Linked DNA regions of Rattus norvegicus: all the other regions are linked to region 2. A link is a contact called in public Hi-C and HiChIP or PLAC-seq data. All regions are on one chromosome and are shown on one strand. Each heading gives the region's core, a stretch centred on a gene start, on an enhancer-like site or on the middle of the called end of the contact. The rest is flanking DNA. Distances are from core to core; before and after follow the strand shown.

Evidence for each region. Hi-C and Micro-C count contacts between places; a contact is called where the count stands out from the background. HiChIP or PLAC-seq counts read pairs in DNA pulled down with a chosen protein or histone mark.
Region 1: a contact with region 2 is called in an H3K27ac HiChIP or PLAC-seq map of oligodendrocytes, with 4 times the contacts expected there. The contact joins the promoter of Hspa9 here to the promoter of Lrrtm2 in region 2. A contact is called at or near these places in 1 of 12 Hi-C or Micro-C datasets (frontal cortex) and 1 of 1 datasets of contacts at active chromatin or transcription factors (oligodendrocytes).
Region 3: a Hi-C map of frontal cortex shows a contact between it and region 2, with 2.5 times the contacts expected there. The contact joins the enhancer-like site here to the promoter of Lrrtm2 in region 2. A contact is called at or near these places in 1 of 12 Hi-C or Micro-C datasets (frontal cortex) and 1 of 1 datasets of contacts at active chromatin or transcription factors (oligodendrocytes).

Annotation. Positions count from the first base shown.
Region 1 is chr18:26,826,974-26,830,447 of GRCr8, reverse strand. It overlaps Hspa9 (heat shock protein family A (Hsp70) member 9), which reads left to right and starts at 2,050. Exons shown (of 17, transcript NM_001100658.2): 1 at 2,050-2,233. The coding sequence starts at 2,153.
Region 2 is chr18:27,095,533-27,098,977 of GRCr8, reverse strand. It overlaps Lrrtm2 (leucine rich repeat transmembrane neuronal 2), which reads left to right and starts at 2,011. Exons shown (of 2, transcript NM_001109469.1): 1 at 2,011-2,408; 2 at 2,743-3,445. The coding sequence starts at 2,405. All of the region lies in intron 7 of Ctnna1 (catenin alpha 1), which reads right to left.
Region 3 is chr18:27,400,854-27,404,391 of GRCr8, reverse strand. No RefSeq gene overlaps it. Among named protein-coding and RNA genes, the nearest start is that of Sil1, 24 kb to the right of the region's middle. Within about 2 kb of position 1,496, at least 5 of the 93 cell types and tissues checked have an H3K27ac peak or open chromatin away from gene starts, as enhancers often do.

The DNA of each region.
Region 1 (3,474 bases), core at 801-3,300, 270 kb after region 2:
TATAATGACAAGTGTAATTTGATGAAGAGAGGCGAGAGGTTCCTTTTTGATTTGAGACTCCTATGTAGCCTGTTACTGGTAATATAGCCCAGGCTGGTCTAGAACTTAAAATGTTCCTCCTGAAAGCTGGGATGAAGTTTGTGCCACTAAACCTGATTTAAGGGATGATGAGTATGGACTCATGGCCTAGTACCTTCTAGGCTAGCACACTTAACAACTCAGATACAATTCTAGTCCTTTTACTTTTTGAGACAGTCTTACTATGTAGCTATGTTAAAATCAGACCCTCCACATGTCTGATAGAACACAAGCATTTATCACACGAGGACATTTTTTTTTTTCGGAGCTGGGAACCGAACCCAGGGCCTTTAGCTCTACCACTGAGCTAAATCCCCAACCCCACACAAGGACATTTTTAAAAATGTATGTAATTGTAATGTCTGTCCTAACTTAATTTTATTAACCCTTTTTGAAACAGGTTCACCGTCTCTTAGTGTCATCAAGCTGCTTTCCAACTAATTATATCACCAAAGGTGACCTTGTATTTCTGATTCTACTTCCTCCCAAGTGCTGGAGGCTTACAGCACCATTCCCAGCTATCTTTCCTTCCCTTCTTTTCATAATGTAAACTGTATTTTATCTCCTAATTTCACCACTTTCTTCATTACTTGTTACAGTGATGACTACTTTCACTTCTTTTTCTTTGAGATAGTCTCATGTAGCCCATTGGCCTGGAACGAGTGATGAAATCAAAGATGGCCGCTGGAATCACAGAACTGTACAACCACTTCCTACCCAACTATTTTCTATTTATATCAAACTGCTTACCTCCAAAACCAAGTTCTATTTCACTGTCTTTGAATCACTGAACTGTTTTTACCACCATCGAGAAAAACTTGACACAACATTTGTTCAGGTTTTGTCCCTGAAAGTCTCTGGACAGACACACCTCACATCTGTAATCCAGGCATTCGAAAGGGTCAGCCTTGAGTTTGAGGACAACAAAAGCTACAAAACCACCACATAGCTAAGGCTAGTAAAACACTGGGGTTGGGTGGGGTGGTGCAGCCTTTAATTCCAGCACTCCGGGGATAGACTGGCGGGGGATCAAGGCCAGCCCGGTCTATATAGCTAGTTCTGTGACAGCCAGGGCCATATAGAGAGACTCTCCCCATGCCCAGCCATTTACACCCCGTCTGAAACCTTGTCTTAAAAAAAAAAAAAAAAGTCACAGTATAACTAACACCTGGCAAGTGCAAGGTTTGAAAAAGAGTCGCCTCTGGCCCAGCAAACCTTAAGAGCTCACGTAAGAGCCCTCATCCTTCTCAAGACAGTCTTTTTTTTTTTTAAGATTTATTTATTTTGTGCATGTGAGTACACTGTAGCTGTCTTCAGACATACCAGAAGAGGACATCAGATCCCATAAGACCGCGCATATACAGGTGTGCATACTTGAAGCTATGAATAAACGGTGAGAACAAAGGTCCCCTTATCAACGCCTGAGGACAAGATGGCGCCCGCTGCAAGTAGCGGCCTCGGGAAAAACTCCCACGCGCCTACCAGTGAGCGCGCGAGCTCGCGCCCCCGGTACTCTCCAGTAAATTCGCGTGCACTGGAGTATCCAATAAACGCTACAGTTAAGTCCTAACCCGTTTCCTCCACGCCCCTTACACATGCGCTACAGGGCTTCATCCGGAGCCGACGACGCAGGCGCAGGAGGCCCCTCCTTCTGCGCAACTGACGCAAGGAGACTGTAATCGGTTCGTAATTTATCCCGTGTGACCTTGAGTCTTTCCTGCCTCAAGGACCGGGGCTGTCTGAAGTAATGCCTGTACGTCTCTCTTCTCCCGCTCCCTTCTCACTGTTCCCACAGCCCCAGAAGCCGTGATGAAAGAACGGAAATTTTCAACGATCATTCTGAGGAGCGTGCTCGCGGCGTGCGCCGATTCCGGGAGCAGCAAACAGGAAGTTTCTGGTCAGGCACTACGCTAGGTGCCTCAGCAGAACAGCGGGCTTCATTGCTGCAGCGGCCAGCCCCCGCCCCCCCACCCCACGTGGTTGGAGGGTTCCAGAAGCGTAGCCACCGCCGTGCACGCAGCTCCGGGTCTGTGGGGTGTTTGTTCTTGCCCTCGTAGCCCTCTGTCCAGCCGCCATGATAAGCGCCAGCAGAGCCGCGGCCGCGCGTCTCGTGGGCACCACAGCGTCCCGGAGTCCCGCCGCCGCCCGTCACCAGGTGAGGAGCTGCCATGCCTTCCGGTAGGGGCTCCAGGCCCCGACTCGAGTAAGGCAGGCCTTGCCCTTCGGGGTCAGACTCTAGGAGAAATCCGGAGCGTAGGAAGGTAACGGACCTTCGATAGTCTTTGTTGGCCTTCTTTGAGGGCTTTAGCCTCGAGCTATGCTGAGTCACAATCCTTGGCGTTCTGAAGTCTTTACCCCAATAATTCACGACGTAGTGGCCCTCTAACCTGTAGCACATTGGATGTGCTTGGTCTTAGACAGTAGGTATAGTTTACTGGAAACGCAGAACTATGTACGCTAGACTGTTGAGGGTTGATGGACAGTTTCTCTGCTGTAAATATTCAAGAATGTCGCTGCTGTGAAGAAGTGGGGGGTATCCACATTAGGAACTGAAAATTAAATTCCAACATTCCAACTCCATTCTTTGACTTTTCACTTTATATTTTTGAGAAAGGGTTTCTTTGTAGACCTGTCTGCCCGGGAATTAACTTTGTGGGCTTCACAGAGACACCCCCACATCCCCGCGCCTGTCTCTTCCCCACGAGGGCTGAGATTGAAGGCGAGCACACCCAGCTCCAAAGATAGAGAGGTTTTTTTCCTTCGATTTACTTGTGATTTATAATAACAAGTAGAAAAAAGATTTTGATCTGAAATAAGAAAAAGTACGTCTTTGGAGATTGAGACCTGAAACTCTCCAAAATAATTGTTTGACCAGGCCAGTGGAAATGTATCTGAGAACTTTAAATCTCTACTTGCAGTGCACACGTTATTGAAGTGAGGTGTACAGGGTTGTGAGTTTATTTTGAGACAGGGTCTCACTGTGTAGCCCTAGCTGTTCTAGACCAGGCCTGTCTCTGGCTTTGAGGTTTTAGGAATAAAGGCATTTGCCATTAGGCCAGTCAACTGAATTTTGAAATTTTTGGTGTCTCCTTAATCAGGTGTTCAGCAAAAGTGGTTCTCGCACACAGTCTCAGTGTCTCTCTCCCTCCCTCCCCCCTCCCCCTCCCCCCTCCCCTCACGGGAGTTTGTGTTCGAGCAAGGCACTTCTGCCCACTTCCAGGTTGTCCTAAATTGAGTGACAATTTATGGGGGGCTTGTTGGTAAAGGCCAGAGTTGCTTCTAAGCATCACAGTTTGTCACAGCAGATACTGGTACAAGATAAATAATGTCAAAGTTGTACATCCATTGCAATGTAATTTTTTTTTTCTTTAGTGGTGGCAATTCAAGACAATTTTA
Region 2 (3,445 bases), core at 762-3,261:
AACTCTGTTTATGAAACCTAGGCTCACCGACTCAGTAGGATCTGATTAAATTTTATCCATGGGGGTGGGGGGTGGGGTGGGGGTGAGACCAACAGCAACAATGCCATCTACAGAAAGACCTAGGTTAAGAAACACTAGAGTACAGAAAGGTACTATAGAAGGATCGAGGTCAGTGTAAGAGTGCCTGCCACCTCAGAGCTAGCATCATGGTGGCATACCTAATAGCCAAGGTGGCTCCTGAGACTATGAGTAACTTTAACTCAGATAGTGAGTGGTAGCTCTGTAGTCTGACAATGTCTGTACAGCCTTCCCTCTTGCCTCCCTTCAAAGGTATCAGATGTGCAGTGTGGTTTGAAGACTTTACCGACCCATCAAAGTATTGCTGGCTGCCTTCTCTCTCATCCTGTATAGGCATTCATTGCCTTCAACAAACCTCTTACACTTTAAACCCATATTGGGGTCACTTTAAAAGAACTAAAAAATATATATATAATAATAACAACAATAATAATAATGCATATTTACATTACTAGAGTTCCAAGAAAATCTTTATGCATGACTCTAAAGGACCTTAGAGACTTCTAGTCATTATCAGAGTTGCCATATTCTAGTGCAGAAATTGTATTTCTTTCTATAATGATGTCTTAGAAGTCACCAGTGGAATGAAATCCTCAGATCATCACAGGCCAGTGATATGCCTGTTTCACAGATATCCTCAATAGCTTTCAGAGTTCTGCTCTCAGATTTGAAACCAGACTCACTGACAGTAAGTGGTAATAGTATGGGGAAAATAAGTTCATGCAGCCAGTTCACGAGACAAGTATGTTTATAAAAGGCAGATCCTTAGCCTGGCTTGAAAATAAAGCCCTGATTCATGCTAGACACATCTTCTGCATTTATATAACACTAACCATAAACATTCATGTCTGAGAAGTTATCTAACAGGGAGAAGCAAGAATTGTCAAGCAAAAACAACCAAAACAAAATCCGACTCCAATATTAATGTCTTTCCATATTCATGAGAAGAATTCAACAAGAGCCGATATGAGATTCAAAGTCAGTTCATAAATGTACCAGTAAGAGATGGTATGCAAATGCTATTTTGATGTTACAACACCCAAATCTCAACAGTAACTATGGCTTTAAGCTAAGGAATAGGTGAGATGCTGAAGTAGAAATCCTGAAAACTGTCAGAATCAGGCACACTGCAATACTTGTTCAAAATTGTCTCTGTTCCACTGTTAACATCTGGGTCACGTGTATAAAAATCAGAGCCTGCTCCTCTCCTCTGGTAGGACATCCAAAGATCAACTCAGCACTGTTTTCCAATCAGTGTGGTAATAAAACATTGTTATATAATAAGCAGAAAAGGATTAGAATTCCCTTGAAATTCTCAATGGAGGGGGAAAAAAGCCAAAATTGTTTCTTTTGGAAGCTATTCCTCTTTGTTGTGCTTTATAATGTTAAGTTCTTAATGACAAAGTAACTAAACCCACTTAGTTTACCAACACAGTCAGTCACACTTTGCTTTTTACCAAGCATGACAACAAGGCAATTGAGCAGCTTTCCAAACCACCAGAGCAGAGGCGTACCTTGCATAGGCTGGCATTAAATCAGCACTTCATAAATCAATCGTGCCCATTTAGATGGTCTCTATGCAGAATCGGCAGTCTAACACTAGCTCTCACATGCATTAAAAATCATCACTCTGCTAGTCCAACTCACTGTTCAGACGGGTCTTCTTGAATGCAGCATTTATTACAACCTCATTGTTGCTTCCTACACTGAAGGAATACCAAATTCTCAAATCAGGAGTTCTTCTTTCTCAATTTATTGTAAACAGGGGGTCTTGTAACGACCCTGACACCGTTACAAAGCACAGTGCTTTTTAACAGTAAAGCTTCTGGAAAACCCAAACAAAAGACACGTCACTGGGTGACGTCAGCCTATATACAGTTCTGTGTGGTTGCAGCACATAAGCAAACCCATTCTTGTGCCGTTTCTCGGAAAGCTTTTCAGTAAATGCACTCATGCTGCTCCAGAAGCTCTTCTCTGCAACAAGCCGCCCATCTGCCATCAACAAGTTAAGACCGAGAGAACTAACAGCTGCGGGAAGGAAAGCCTGAAGCTCTGGTGATCGGCGGTAATCAGGGGGAGGAAATTATTAACTTATAGTCAAAGCTGATTAGGGGATCAGAGCACGAAGAAAATGACACCAATGCTTTCCAGAGGAATATCCTAAGGAAAAGCCAATTCTCCCTAATAGACTTGAATCTTACTTGAAACGCTCGGGACGCAGAAAGCAGGAAACTGGTCAAGGCTCCTGCATGTTAAGCCTTTTACAGACTCACTGCGCGGAGCCTGACAACCTCGACTGAATGCAGCCTCCAATGTGCTCAGAAGAATGGGTAAGTCCCTGCATTTCTATGGCTTGTTCAGTCAAAGAGGAATCACGCTTTTATAAATATAAGCCAGTGAATTCCCGTTTTATGATGCAAATCATTTGGTTCGGGATTTTAAGATTTATGTAAATGGATATAACATTTTTTAAAGGGACATGTTTTAATCTCTCTTATACATGGTTTAAGTTGTGTTTCAGTCTACAAACAAGGTTAATTTTCTGCAGTAAATCAAAAATGTTATATGCAGTGAAATCTTTCATTATGATGTTGTTTTTAACAGCGCCTGTATTCTGCTGAAACATATCCTATCTTCTTGTTTTCCTTAAATTATATTCTGCAGGCTTACATTTCAAGTGGCCATTAGGGGCCCCTATGCTGGCAGCAATATATGCAATGAGTGTGGTATTAAAAATGCTGCCTGCCCTGGGTATGGCGTGTCCACCTAAATGCCGCTGTGAGAAGCTGCTATTCTACTGCGACTCTCAGGGCTTCCACTCAGTGCCAAACGCCACAGACAAGGGTTCTCTGGGCCTGTCCCTGAGGCACAATCACATCACAGCGCTTGAAAGAGATCAATTTGCCAGCTTCAGTCAACTCACCTGGCTCCACTTAGATCACAATCAAATTTCAACAGTAAAAGAAGATGCTTTCCAAGGACTATATAAACTAAAGGAGTTAATCTTAAGTTCCAACAAAATATTTTACTTGCCAAACACAACTTTTACCCAACTGATTAATCTGCAGAATTTGGACCTCTCTTTTAATCAGCTGTCATCTCTGCACCCTGAGCTCTTCTATGGCCTTCGGAAGCTGCAGACCTTGCATCTGCGTTCCAACTCCCTGCGGACTATCCCAGTTCGCCTGTTCTGGGACTGTCGTAGTCTAGAGTTTCTGGATTTGAGCACAAACCGTTTGCGAAGTTTGGCTCGCAATGGATTTGCAGGATTAATCAAACTGAGGGAGCTTCATCTAGAGCACAATCAGCTGACAAAGATTAATTTTGCTCATTTCCTTCGGCTAAGCAGTCTGCACACACTCTTCTT
Region 3 (3,538 bases), core at 247-2,746, 310 kb before region 2:
TTGAAGGGCAGTGGTGTAGTAAAACAAATTGCTGTCAACAAAAGTACATTTCCACTGTATTTATCCCCATGCAGGGAAGATTTATCAGGGTCTCTCGCCCTGCACTGTTATGTAAATGCGGCAATCCAATGGAAATAAGGCATCTAAGGAGCCTGAAGACAGAGCCGCTGTAAAAACTATCAATCTGCTTAACTCGCTCATTACCTTGCCTGCTCTTAGGGTACATTTTGGCAGGTCGTGGCAGCTAATAAAAGATGCTTTCTGCTTTCCTGGGTCCTAGGAGGTCATCTAGAGGACCGAATGTTTGTGGAGTGCCTGAAAAATTATCTACATAAATCAAGGGTATTATTATTTCTGCTGTCATGTGAGCCATCTCTGTGCTCCTGGTTTGACAGATGTCAGCTCTGTCTCCAACCCAGAGCTAACCCTAGGCTTGTGTGTCTGTAGCTTCCTTTTGCTGTCTTTATCTATAAGCAAGGCTCTCTCCTCTCTGTCCTATTTTTAGGTAGGTAGTCCCTAAGCACCCCAGATGTTTGCTTGTCCTGTAGGTTTAATAGGAAGATTAAGGGGGCTGGAAATTCTCTGAGCAGCTCTTACCATTTCCAGCTCACTGGAGTGGAGGGTGGGATGGGTCTGTCTGAAGCAGGGGAGCAGTTAGTCGGAACCCCTTCCCCGCAGTCCCGGAGCAGCAGCACTGAAGCCTGAGGATGACACAGGCTACCCACAATTGCTCAAAGGTTGTTCTCCAAAGGGCTTACATTGTCCTGTAACAAGGCTGGTAGGAGAGCCTTGTTATTTACGTGTCGGAGGAAAGGTGTGGGTTTGAGCCCCAGCTTTACCTCCTGAAGTTAGTTCTCATTTGCAGCTCTCCAGCGAAACAGTGTCTGCTTCCTAGGGTTGATGCGAGGATAAATGAGACAGGGCATGTGAAGAGCTGAGCATGTAGGAAAATAACTTTGTCGTTTGAAGTGCCAGAGTGCTTTCTAGATCAGGAGCCATCCCCTTCAAGACCTCGCGCCCTTCCCCAGAAAAGGGCTGTAGGTCTGAGTTGTGCCTGGTTCTCTTGGGATGAGGCTGTTTCAACCCAGCAGTCCTTTGGGGGATGCACTTGAAGTTCTGGAGGAGGCAATAGAAAGGCAAGAAGAGTTTTTGGGGGAGGTGGGTGTCTCTTACTTAGAAATGTCAAGAGTCAGAGCTGGAAGTGAGGGAGGTGGCGGGGGAGGGAGGAGGGAAGAGTATAGGATGTCTCTAAGCTGCCAGCCGGATGGGGCTGCAGTTCTCTGGCCCTGGCACTTCCTGCCACCCCCAGTCTTGGGAATGAGTCACTAGAGGGAGGAGTGATGAAGGCGGCATGCTCTGCCCCCAGAGCAACGGGTTCTGTTCCCCAAAAGAGGTCTGGTGGGAGGGAGATCAAGAGCTCAGGGGCAACCGGTGGGCTGGGCGGGCCTGAGGGGAGCAAGGAGGAGCTTCCAAGGCTCAGTTTCCTTACTGTGCACCAGGAACAGGTCCTGCCTGTCACTGTGAGTGACAGCTCAGAGTCCACAGAGGACAGGCGGTACCCTCCTACAGCTGCTCTTTCAGACTTCTGCCCCTGTTTGCCCAGTTTTCTCCAGATGAGGGAGCTTCATATCCTTTTAATCATCTACGGTAGGGGAGGGGGCCAGAGTCCACACCTCCCTGTCCATCTAGCCACTCAAAGTCTCCTTCCACTTATAGTCTTTTTCTTTGACTCTGAACATCTTATCCATGATTTTGTTGAGTCTATTGGCTCATTTGGGAGGATTTTTCCCCCTATGAATGCTTGATCCTTCTGTACAGTTGTGGTAAATTGAGTTAGTGTCTCTCTGTCTCTCTCTGTCCCACCCAACACACCTTCCCTTCTTCCTTCCCTCCCTCCCTCTCTCCCATTTCCTTTTCTCTCCCCTCCTTCTCCCTTTCCTCTTTCTTAGACAGTGTCTCCTAAAGCCCAGACTTCAAACTTTCTATGTGGCCAAGCAGGGTTATGCTATCACCACACTATCAAGAGGGTGCCTTTTGGTGCTTTGTTATTTAGCCCAGGCTGTCATCAAACACTTGGTTCTTCTTTCAACTTGCCTCTTCCTCTTCCTCCTCCTCCTCCTCTTCCTCCTCTTCTTCCTCCCTCTTTTTCCAAGACAGGGTTTCTCTATGTAGCCCTAGCTATCCCGGAACTCACTCTGTAGACCAGGCTAGCCTCAAACTTAGAGATTCACCTGCCTCTGCCCCCTGAGTGCTGGGAGGAGTGCTGGGAGGAGTGCTGGGAGGGATTAAAGGTGTGAGTCACCTCCACCTGACTCAGTTCTCTTCTTTTTTTTTTTTTTAAAGATTTATTCATTTATTATATATAAGTATACTGTAGCTGTCTTCAGATACACCAGAAGAGGGCATCAGATTTCTTTATAGATGGTTGTGAGCCACCATGTGGTTGCTGGGAATTGAACTCAGGACCTCTGGAAGAGCAGTCGGGGCTCTTAACCACTGAGCCATCTCTCCAGCCCCTCAGTTCTCTTCTTTAACTGCTGTTTTCTAACTCTTCTTTATGTTTTGCATTTGCTAAATACTTGCTACAGGCTACGTTCTTTACCCATATTTGTAATGAACTTCATACTTGTAATGACCTAATGCTCATTTCACAAATAAGAAAACTAGGGCCCATAAGTTCCTAAGACACGGAGTCAACAGGTGGCAGAGATGAAGTTTGGAGCAAAGTACCCACATTTTTATTGTCGTAAGAATGCTGGGGCCTGGGATATTGCTGTTGGTAGAGTGCTTGCATAGCGTGCACGAAGCCCTGGGATCAATCCCCAGGACTACATAAAACTGGGCATAGTAATGCACACCTATAATCCCAGCACTTGGGACACAGAGGCAAGAGAATTTCAGAAGGTTCTTGGCTATCCTGGTCTACATAATGAATTCCAAGTTATTCAGCATTTCAGAGTGAGACATAATAATAATAGTAATAATAATAACAATAGAAGATTATTTTAAAATACAGCAATCATACATCTTAGCTATAATAATGGTTTCTGCTCATACTTTTTCTGCCTTGGCCTCCCCAGTACTGGGGTTATAGATGTGCTCCCCTATGCTTAGCCTCTAAATACTTCAGAAACATCCTGTCTCTCAGGAATATCACAACAGTATTAGATTCCATGAACTTTGGAGGAAACAAACATTCAAACCAGAGCATCCTCCATCTTCACTGGGACACCCCAAAGAGGAAGGAGCAGGGAGAGGAAAGAAGAGGAGGAGGAGCAGGAGGAGCAGGAGGAAGCAAAGAGGGGAGGAACGGTCATCCATAGATGGCGGAGAACCCAGATGTAGGAGAGTCATAGACTGGGCAGGAGGGAGATCTTGGGAAATGGAATTCTCCCTCGTCAGATATGTTTTGATTCACCCTAGCTTTAGTTCGTATATCAGAAGATGGCCCAGCTCCCCATTGCCATGATTATTCCTGCATGTTTTTCTAGCATCTCTTCCAAATACCTAGTAGTTGTAGATATACTAAATGTCCCTT